2 separate regions of the Rattus norvegicus genome follow, and region 1 is linked to region 2. A link is a contact called in public Hi-C data. All regions are on one chromosome and are shown on one strand. Each heading gives the region's core, a stretch centred on a gene start, on an enhancer-like site or on the middle of the called end of the contact. The rest is flanking DNA. Distances are from core to core; before and after follow the strand shown. Region 1 overlaps Hsf2bp (heat shock transcription factor 2 binding protein). Region 2 has its middle 49 kb from the start of Cryaa.

Region 1 (4,575 bases), core at 547-3,046, 270 kb after region 2:
TCCAGCATGGATGGGGAGGAACGCATGAGATCCCAGCCCCATCTGAAGAGCTATTAGCAACTGGTGGCTGCTGGAGGAAAAGGAACCACTTTTCTCCAGGGATATGGCCCCTGAGAGACTACCAAGCTCCCGTAGATGGTCTCACACCTGTGCACATCAGACCACACTAAATGGACTCAGTGGGTATTCAGAGAGGTGCGGGTACAGCATGAGAGCATGTGCAAGCTCAAGAGTACACATGAAGCTAGCAGTGGAAGTGGAGCTGATGTGATAGGGAAGGAAGTGGAGGCGGAGGCATAGGAGATGGATTGGATCCAAACATAGTATATGCATGGATGACTATGTCATAAATATTGTTTATCAAATAAAGATGCCTTCTAAAGATTTTCTACAGTTCGTTTCAGATTCTAGCTGGATTATTCTACCAGCTAATTTCCTTTAAGAGGTTTCTTGAAGGGCTAGAAAAGATGGCTCATCAGTTAAGAGTACACACTGCTCGTACAGATGGCCTGGGTTCCAGTCTCGTATAACCACCACCACCGCCGCCGCCTCCACCGCCACCACCGCCGCCACCACCACCACCTCCACCTCCACCACCGCCGCCACCACCACCACCACCGCCACTGCCACCACCACCTCCTCCTCCACCTCCACCTCCATCATCACCACCACCTATAACTCAAGTTCCAAAGACTCTGACACTCTCTTCTGGACTCCAGGGGCACCTGCACACACATGGTGCATATAAACTCACACAGGCACAGGCACACACACATACACACACACACACACACACACACACATTTAAAAATAAACTTTTTAGAGTTTCTTGAATCACTGAATTAATGTTTCCAACAGCTTCCTTTTTAGCATGCTAAAAGTAGCAACTCTTTCCTGATAAATTAAAAATATAGAAAGTAAAATATAACAGAAAACTGACAGTCTCTGTCCTGGCTGGTTTGCTAATGGGGAAAGGTCCATGCTATGAGATAAAAGTACATGGAGCCAACATGCTGGTAAATGCCTTTCATTCCAGCACTTGGAGGCTGGCTGAGACAGGAAGATCAAAAGTTCAAGGCCAGCCTAAGCTACATAGCGTTGAAGGCAGCTCAGACTCCATAGCAAGACCACATCTCAAAATAAAATAAAGTAAAATAAAATAAAACAAAATAGAGGCGTGGCTGCAGCTGCCTTTCAGTGCACAGCCTGACTGACTGATGGAATGGCCAGGCTCTGAACACTGAGTATTATTGCTGTCATGGTGTGCAGTGCGCTGACCTTATGGAAATGAGGGATGCTTTAGCCCTGACTAGTTTTCTATCTCCAGCTAAGCTGAACAGTTCACTGGATGAACGGGGTAAGTAAGCTGGCTATAATAAGGTCACTTGTCTCTGCAGCTGTCTTTTCTGAGGCACTGTCTGTGGTCCCTGCCCAGGCCTGTGCAGACCATGAGGCAGGAATGTCAGCTTATTATAGAGCTGAGGAAGCAGGAAAGAATCCAGCACCTCGGAGACTGAGTTAGATTACTGCCAGTAAGCACTTCAGGGTGGGTGAAATCAGTATCAATCCAGTACGTAAGAAAAGTATAGAATTAAAACATGAGTGTGCAGTGCACGGGACAGTTTCTGTCCCCTTGGGCTGAGGACTCTGATGCAGGGGCTTTGCTGAAGCTGTAGTGACGTGGTCTCCTCTCCTTCAACGCAGCAACTAAGTTGGATCACTGGAAAAGAGAGTTGGGATGGATACCTGCTCTTGGAGGACAGAGGCCAGGGGAAGAAACTTGGCAACAGCAAAAGGTCTCTGTGCTCTGGGACAGGCACAGCTGTCACTGTTTGTTTTTGAAACAGGCAGATCTCAAGGTCACTATGTAACAGAGGATAATCTTGAATTTCTGACCTTCCTGCCTCCAACTTCCAAGTGAGGTGTATATCACCACGCCCATTCTACACAGGACTAGAGAGCAGACCCCAGGCCTCATTCACCACCCCACTTCAGTGGGACTGCTTACAGTGGGCCTGCTTACAGGGTGTCTGCCCACAGACCTTTCAGCACTGAGCTGCTGTGTTATTAGCCTTTCATCACGGACAAATGCCTCACAGAACAATGTAGAAGGACAACAAGTTTTCCATCAGTTTCAGGGCTTCAGTCCATAGTCTGTCTGTCCCACAGCTATAGTCAGGACGGGACAGTAGAGCAGAGCAAAGCTGCTCACCTCACAGACACCAGCAAGCGCAGAGAGAACAGTCCCGTGCTTTCTCCTTCTTGCCCTTTAGTCTATCTGGGTTCTCAGACTAGTGTGTGACACAAGCAGGATTCGGAGTAGCTGTTCCCCCTCTTAATCCTCACCAGAATTACGTCCATAAGCACAGCAGAAATGTACCTCACAAATCTCCTTGGCATTTCTCAGTCCAAGTTGACAATCAAGATTAACTATCACAAGTGCACCCTCTGTCAACCTGACACCCAAACACATCTCCTAAAACCGTATCTAATTCCGGAAGGTAGCAACAAGGCCATGATTAGTAACACATAACAGAACCATCCTATGTATACCCAAAGTCCTTTAGTTCATTTCCCCAGTGTCTCAATAGTTCCTGCACTGGCCAGTAGCACTAGTATAAAGCTTCCTGAGACTCAAGACAAGCTCTTGCCTGTGAGTCCCTATAAGGCCAAAACGAAAGTTTTGCATATCCCAAGTACACAGCAGAATAAAGACCTCCAATCCAAAAGGGGCACAAGGCAGAGAGCACAGAGACCAAAGCAAGACAGGGATCAGCAGGGCAAATGTCAGCGCCTACAGTTCCACGGCTGAGATGTGCAGTGGCGTTACCCGGGTGCCAAAGGCTGGGGAGCCCGTCCCCTAGAGTACACCACTGCAGCTCCATGGCTCTTCCAGGCTGGCCCTGTTCACTGTCTAGAACTTTCCCTGGCGGACAGTCTACACTTGCAGGATCTTCAGTGTCCTGGGGTCTCTGCCCCACCTCACACCCACTGCTCTCTCAAGGGCTACCTCCAAGTACTCTTACCTCTGTCACACATCATCCAGCCTCCCCAACATTCCTTGAAATCTGAGTAGAAGCCTCTGTGAACTGCCTTGCATACATAGCATCAGATGGGGGACAGCCAAGGCTATCACTAGCTTAGGCTATAGCGAGGCCCAGTGAAGACAAATTCATTGACCGTTCTAGCCCAGATCCCATCTCAACGCTCCTGAGCACACCCTTTATCTCTGTGTGTGTGCAGTCATCCTGGTCTTCTGACTTCCTCCACCAGGACCGTCCATGAGTTCTGCTCACAGTATCTTAGTCTGTGCTGGACTACGATTTTCTGGGTAACAAAGTGAGGCTGGAAGAACTCCAGTAGGGCGTGACTGTATTACAGCTGAGTACATCAGTTCTTGTCTAACATGCATAGGGCTATGTCAACCAGGCTGGTCTCAAACTCACAGAGAGCCTCCTGCCTCCGCCTCCTGGGTGCTGGGATTAACACCAGGTTGTCCTCTTGATTGCAGAGTGAGTCTGCTCTCTGCCATCACTGAGGTGCCCTCAGGCACCTACCTGTCCTATTGTCTTGGTACACACGATGGTGCTAATCTCCGATGATTATCCATTGATTGGTCCCAATTTTAAATGTGATTTTTTTAAAGCCAGTTTTAAAATGTTTCTACCCTGTTTTTCACTCTCAGTACTCATTGTAAATCAGGCTAAAAGTGGGCAGCAAAACCCCTGTGAGAGCTCAAATGCTAGGCGACCTTAAGTTTCCCTTTTCCAAGGGACTGGTAAGATTGTAAGAACCGAGAACCAAAGCTCTCTGTGAAGCTGTCTTCTAACTGTGACGAGAAAGCTATACCGCTGTAGCATCTACAAGATGGCTGCCTTAAAAAGACCCGAATAGCTCCAACATCAGCTGACGCACTAATGTGAATGAGGAAAGCTCACAGGGCCCACTCCTAAATGAAGAACTATGACAACCTACAACTGCTGAGAGCGGGAGAATTAGTCTCCCCCAGCAAAGAGGCCCTAAATGACTCTCCATGCCAAGTGGTCAACCCTGGAATCAGATACAGACAAGCAACAGTAAACAGACTCAGCAAGTTGCATTTATATATGTATTCATTTGTATACTTATGTGTGTGTGTGTCTGTGTGTGTGTGTGTGTGTGTGTGTGTGTGTGTGTGTTTGCAGAACAATGATAAAGAAAAACAGGTCATGAATTTGAAAGGAGCAGGGGTTAGAGACACGAGAAGCATAAGAAAGAAAAGGGAGAGAAATTATGCAATATTTGAATTAAAAATAAAATTCTTGGGCTGGAGAGATGGCTCAGCAGTTAAGAACACTGACTGCTCCTCCAGAGGTCCTGAGTTCAATTCCCAGCAACCACATGGCGGCTCACAACCATCTGTAATGGGATCTGATGCCCTCTTCTGGTGTGTCTGAGAGAGTGACAGTATATTCTCATATATAAAATAAATAAATAAATCCTTTAAAAATGCTTCGTCTGAAACTAACCACACTGCCTTGCAATTTATGAGCCGATCTTAATGGAATATAGCAACGCTAAAAATTCAACTTTGTG
Region 2 (4,846 bases), core at 962-3,461:
ACTAAGACACTGGGTCTGACACTGAGTCCAGCCAGCCTGGCCTCTTCTCCTGGACTCACTGGGCTCTGATTCATAGGGTGCCAAGGCCAAACACATTTGAGTGACAGCACCTTCCTTTAGCCTTGCCCTTGCCAGTTCTGTGTTCCCTTGTCCCAGAACAGCAACTTAGTAAATGCCCGCTGTCCCCAGTCACCAATCAGCCATGTACATACATGCTTGCTTTTCTTCCCATGGTGGAAGCAGGCCAGCTTGGTGGCAGTCTCTGCTGTGCCCTTCTCCCAACCCCCACCTAGGCCATTGTTTCTGTTAGCTCTTTCTGCTGTTGAGAGGAGAGGAATGTGGGTAAGGGTGTAAAGCCTGGGGTCTGGACAGCGGATTCCATCCAAGATCTGAGAACGCTGCAGGTCTATGAGAAGGATGTGACCAGGAGGTGTTGAAAGGTCAGCAGTCCTTCCAAGCACGTTGGTATTGTCCTCTGGGGTCTTGCCAAGGCTGGGGGCGTGTGTACGTAAGAAGGAAAGATAAACTTGAATAGCTCTTTTGTGGAGGTTCGTCCCTGCAAAAGAGGTGAGAGGACATAGGAAGAATGGACTTGGGGCTGGAGAGATGGCTCAGTGGTTAGAGCGCTGACTGCTCTTCCAGAGGTCCTGAGTTCAAATCCCAGCAACCACATGGCGGCTCACCACCATCCGTAAAGGAGATCTGATGCCCTCTTTTGCATCATGACAGACATGGTGTACTTATATATGATAAATAAATAAATAAAATAAAAAAAAAGAGTGGAGTCCCACACCCCGTATGTGACAGTTAGAAAGGCTGACTGGAAGTGCCAGCAGACCCCAGAGCCTCATCCTCAGAGACTGCACAACAGCACAGCTATGCCTGGCGAGACTTCCTAGCAGGAGATGAACAAATGGACGAATCTTGGAGTTGCTTTGCCAGCTACTCTGGAGTCTGCAGTCCCGTCTGGAGCCCCAGTAGAGGTGCTCCCAAGAGACTCCCTGCCCAGGGGTGTGCTGAGTCAGCAGAAAGCACTCCAATCGGCTCTCCAAGAGACCATGGGCTAAGTGTGTTCTCCCAGCCTGGGCTAATGGTGGGAGTTCCTGGCCACACCGGGTTTCCCCTGAGGAAGGACCTGGCTCCCACCACTTCCACAGACACCTCCGAGGGGACTGAGGGCACTGTGGCTCAAGAGCCAGCCCTGGAACATTTTTAGGCAGCCAGCCGAGCTGCAGGGAGGCTCCTTGAAAATCAAGGCAGGCTGTAAAGGCTGCTTCTGGGCTCGGGGTGTCAGAAGGATCCTCAAGCCCTCAGGCGGGAAGGGAACAAAGGAGGCCTCTGCTTCAGCCTCAGGCTTCTGACTCCACAGTTCTGTAGTTGTGTGAAGAGTTAGGCTCGTTTTGCCCTGAATTCACCATATGTCCGTGTATGGCTCTCACTCTGCCTCTCGCTCCTGGCCTACTGGTATCTCCCGTGCATAGGATACCTGGTCAAGGTGGGCTTCGAACCCATGCCTGCCACTCTGCTCATGGGTACCGTTTGTCTGGAAGAAACATGAACAAGCAGAGGGCTAGGTAGGTCTCTGTGAGCTGCAAGAAAATCCCTGGTACCAGAGTAGACATCAATATCTGGGTGCGGAGGCTAAGCTTAGAGTCACCATAAGAACATCACCGAGGGCCAGTGCCAGGGTTCAGGTACCTGAGGACAAAGAGGTGAGGCCCAGAGAAAGAGCTGCCAAGAGTCCCCAAGGTTGTGTGTGTGTGTGTGTGTGTGTGTGTGTGTGTGTGTGTGTGTGTACCAGAGGTCATGCAAAAAGTCCCTTCTTCTAGATCGGGCTGGCCAGGGAGACTATCCCCTAGGGGGCAGTGTTGCCATTTTGCTATTCGCCAGAGGGTGCAGCAAGCCGGTCTAGGCCTGCCATGCCTGTGTGACTAGGACTTTGGCTCTGGTCCCACACTGAGCCTGCTGGTTCCTGGGATTACTTCATCTTGCAATAGGGTGGGAGCTGGGGAAACAGAGGCTGCATGGCGGGAGGAGGCTGGGGCGGGCATCTGGGTTAAGGCTAAGTGAGCAGGGTGGGGTTGTCCTGGGGGAAGGGATACCCAGCTGGTCTCTGGGCAGGTAACATGGGTTGGGCCAAGCGACACTGGCTGAGTCACGTACGTCCACACGTTGACAGGTCACTGGTGCGAGGAATGAGTCAGCTGCAGCTGAGCTCCAGGAATAGAGTCTGGGAGGGCAGCTCTCTGATCCTGATGCTCCTGTAGGATCTGTCTGGGTCCGTGGAGTGACAGGGAACTTGTGTTGGAGAGGCAGCTGTTCTGTCCCTTAAAATGAAAGGGCTGTTACTGCTACTGTCTGCTGGAGTCTATCTGGGCTGCCGTACCAAAAGTCGCCGTGAATAGGCCACAGAGGAAAACTTGGTCCCTCACTCACTGTTCTGAGACCGATGCCCAATATCAGGATGCTTGAAAAGTTCTGTGTCGGGTGAGGGCGACTTTCTTCTTGGTACACACAGTATTTCCTTGCTGGGTGCTGACCGGGTGAAGGGAAAGGGGAGATCTCTGGGGTCCCTTTCTATTAGGGCCCTATGCTTATTATTTTTCTCACGGCTGTGAACAAAATAGCAGACCGAGGAAGCAACTACAGTAGGTAAGGGTTTATTTTGGCTCCCAGTTGGAGGGCACACAGTCTGTCCCGGTAGGAGAAGTGATAGCAGCGGGAACGTGAGGTAGCTGGCCAGTCAGGGAACAGAGGTAGATGCTGGTCTTCAGTTCTCTTTCTCCTTTGCGCTCGGTTGGGAACCCCAGCCTAGGGGATGCCACCTCACTTTAGAATGGTTCTCTCTAATTCAGCTAATCAAGTCCGAAAACACAGATACAACCAGATGCTCATCTCCGTGGCAACGCCAAATCCCATTAAGTCAACAGTCAGGATTAACGTTCATAGACCCTACCTCCTTTCTTGGGGGGTGGCGCCCATTCCTAGGACTAGGTTAGGTATCAACGAATATACTTAGGGGAGGGGGAGGCACACTTTTGGATCCTGTCACTGCAGTACGACATACTGACTTCTCACTTGGTTTCCCTGTCCCAAGGCCACCAGGGCAGGAAGGTGAGCACGGTGGCTACCGTTGACCAACTCTGAGGACGTAAACACTGTCCAAGATGGAGAGACCATGGTCTGGACCCTCCCTCCACTACTCCAGTCTCTTGGAGTCACACAGTCCAAACAGAGCACTCTGTGTTCAAGGTGCTGAAACTAAGAGAAGCTTACAAGAGCGGACCTGGGGAGATGCAGGGACTAACGGGATTCAGTTTGTGGGCCCCCCAGGGGCTAACAGGATTCAGTTTGTGGGCCCCCCAAAGCCTACAAACTGTTCTGTGGGCTTCCGTATCATGGCCTGGCTGAGAATACCACTACAGGCTTGCAGCTGGATGTCAGGGAGAAGGGGACTCCTTGTCTTGGGCTCACGGAGGCTCATTCTCCACTATAGAGGCTGAGTACCAGAGTCAAGGTAAGGCACAGAAGTTGGCCTCTAGGCTCAGCACTACAAGCCATGGTTTAAGGGGCAAACCTGAGGGGTGTGGTTGAAAAAAAGCTACCTCTGTCCTTCAGGAAGCTCTTGTGTGTTCCCGGCACACCACCGCTCGAACCTACAGGCCGGAAAAGGGCAGTTTCTCACTTTTTCCCTGTAAGGACTTTCTTGGTTGTTGTGTCTCCCTGGAAACTGCTCTTGTCTGCCTGGCCACTTGGCTTCCCCTGGACGGCCCAGTCTTGGTCGGACACTGAGAGTTCAGGTTCCCAGAATCGCCTTCTAAGGCCTCATCTTTGGCCTTCCCACAGAGCCGGCCACCCCAGCTCCCCTTAAGGGCCCCTGCTGGAATGAGCCCCACACAGTTGGACGCCCTGGTCTGGAATCTGCCACAGCCTGAAGCACCTCCTTCCCAACTGTGGAATGGGGATGTCGGTGTCAGCAGAATCTCAGGGTGTTGGTGGCCCACTTAACAGTGAGCTCCGGTTGACAGCTGTGTGACTTTGATGCCCACCCTCGGGATTACTGGATGTGTTATAATTAACTCTGCTGGGAGGGTGTGGACTCTGGGGTCAGCCAGGATGCCCGAGGTCGTCTGATTAAGAACAAGAGCTACCTCAAGCCGTGAGGCCAACTGTGACCATAAAAGGCTTTCTTTGGTCACTTTATTTAAAGACCGACACCACCAAGCACAGACAGTCCTCTGATGGCCTCTGGAGCCCCCCACATCCTCCCAGGGTAAACCTGACATTTTTGTTCTTCACTCCTGTTTTGTATCTGTCAAAATTCTTCTGGGCTGCTGGAGAGATGGCTCAGTGGTTAGAGCACTGATTGCTCTTCCAGAGGTCCTGAGTTCAATTCCCAGCAACGACATGGTGGCTCATTAACCATCTGTAATGGAATCTGGTGTTCTCTTCTGGTGTGCAGACACACATGCAGGCGGAGCACTGTACACATTTTAAATAAATCTGTTTTGTAAAAAAAAAAAAGTGAAGTGATGTTAGGCCTTGTACATGTGAGTACACTGTTGCTGTCTTCAGACACACCAGAAGGGGGCATCGGATCCCATTACGGATGGTTGTGAGCCACCACCTGGTTGCTGGGAATTGAACTCAGGACCTCTGGAAGAGCAGCCAGTGCTCTAACCACTGAGCTATCTCTCCATCCTCAAATAAATCTTCAAGAAAAATCTTCTGGGGAAATTCACTTTGTGGACGTCCCTCAGACCCTCCTGGAGGCTACAGAGCCAGGCTGCTACTGGCCACATGAATCGTCCATACACGGGGTTGGGGATTTAGCTCCGTGGTAGAG

Evidence for each region. Hi-C and Micro-C count contacts between places; a contact is called where the count stands out from the background.
Region 1: a contact with region 2 is called in a Hi-C map of liver, with 2.6 times the contacts expected there. The contact joins two enhancer-like sites. A contact is called at or near these places in 10 of 12 Hi-C or Micro-C datasets (the A7r5 cell line, the Rat2 cell line, frontal cortex and 5 more).

Annotation. Positions count from the first base shown.
Region 1 is chr20:10,102,990-10,107,564 of GRCr8, forward strand. The region is part of intron 3 of Hsf2bp (heat shock transcription factor 2 binding protein); the gene reads right to left. Among named protein-coding and RNA genes, the nearest start is that of Hsf2bp, 16 kb to the right of the region's middle. Within about 2 kb of position 1,797, at least 10 of the 93 cell types and tissues checked have an H3K27ac peak or open chromatin away from gene starts, as enhancers often do. A contact at or near this core is called in liver, where this site is marked.
Region 2 is chr20:9,831,565-9,836,410 of GRCr8, forward strand. No RefSeq gene overlaps it. Among named protein-coding and RNA genes, the nearest start is that of Cryaa, 49 kb to the left of the region's middle. Within about 2 kb of position 2,212, at least 12 of the 93 cell types and tissues checked have an H3K27ac peak or open chromatin away from gene starts, as enhancers often do. A contact at or near this core is called in liver, where this site is marked.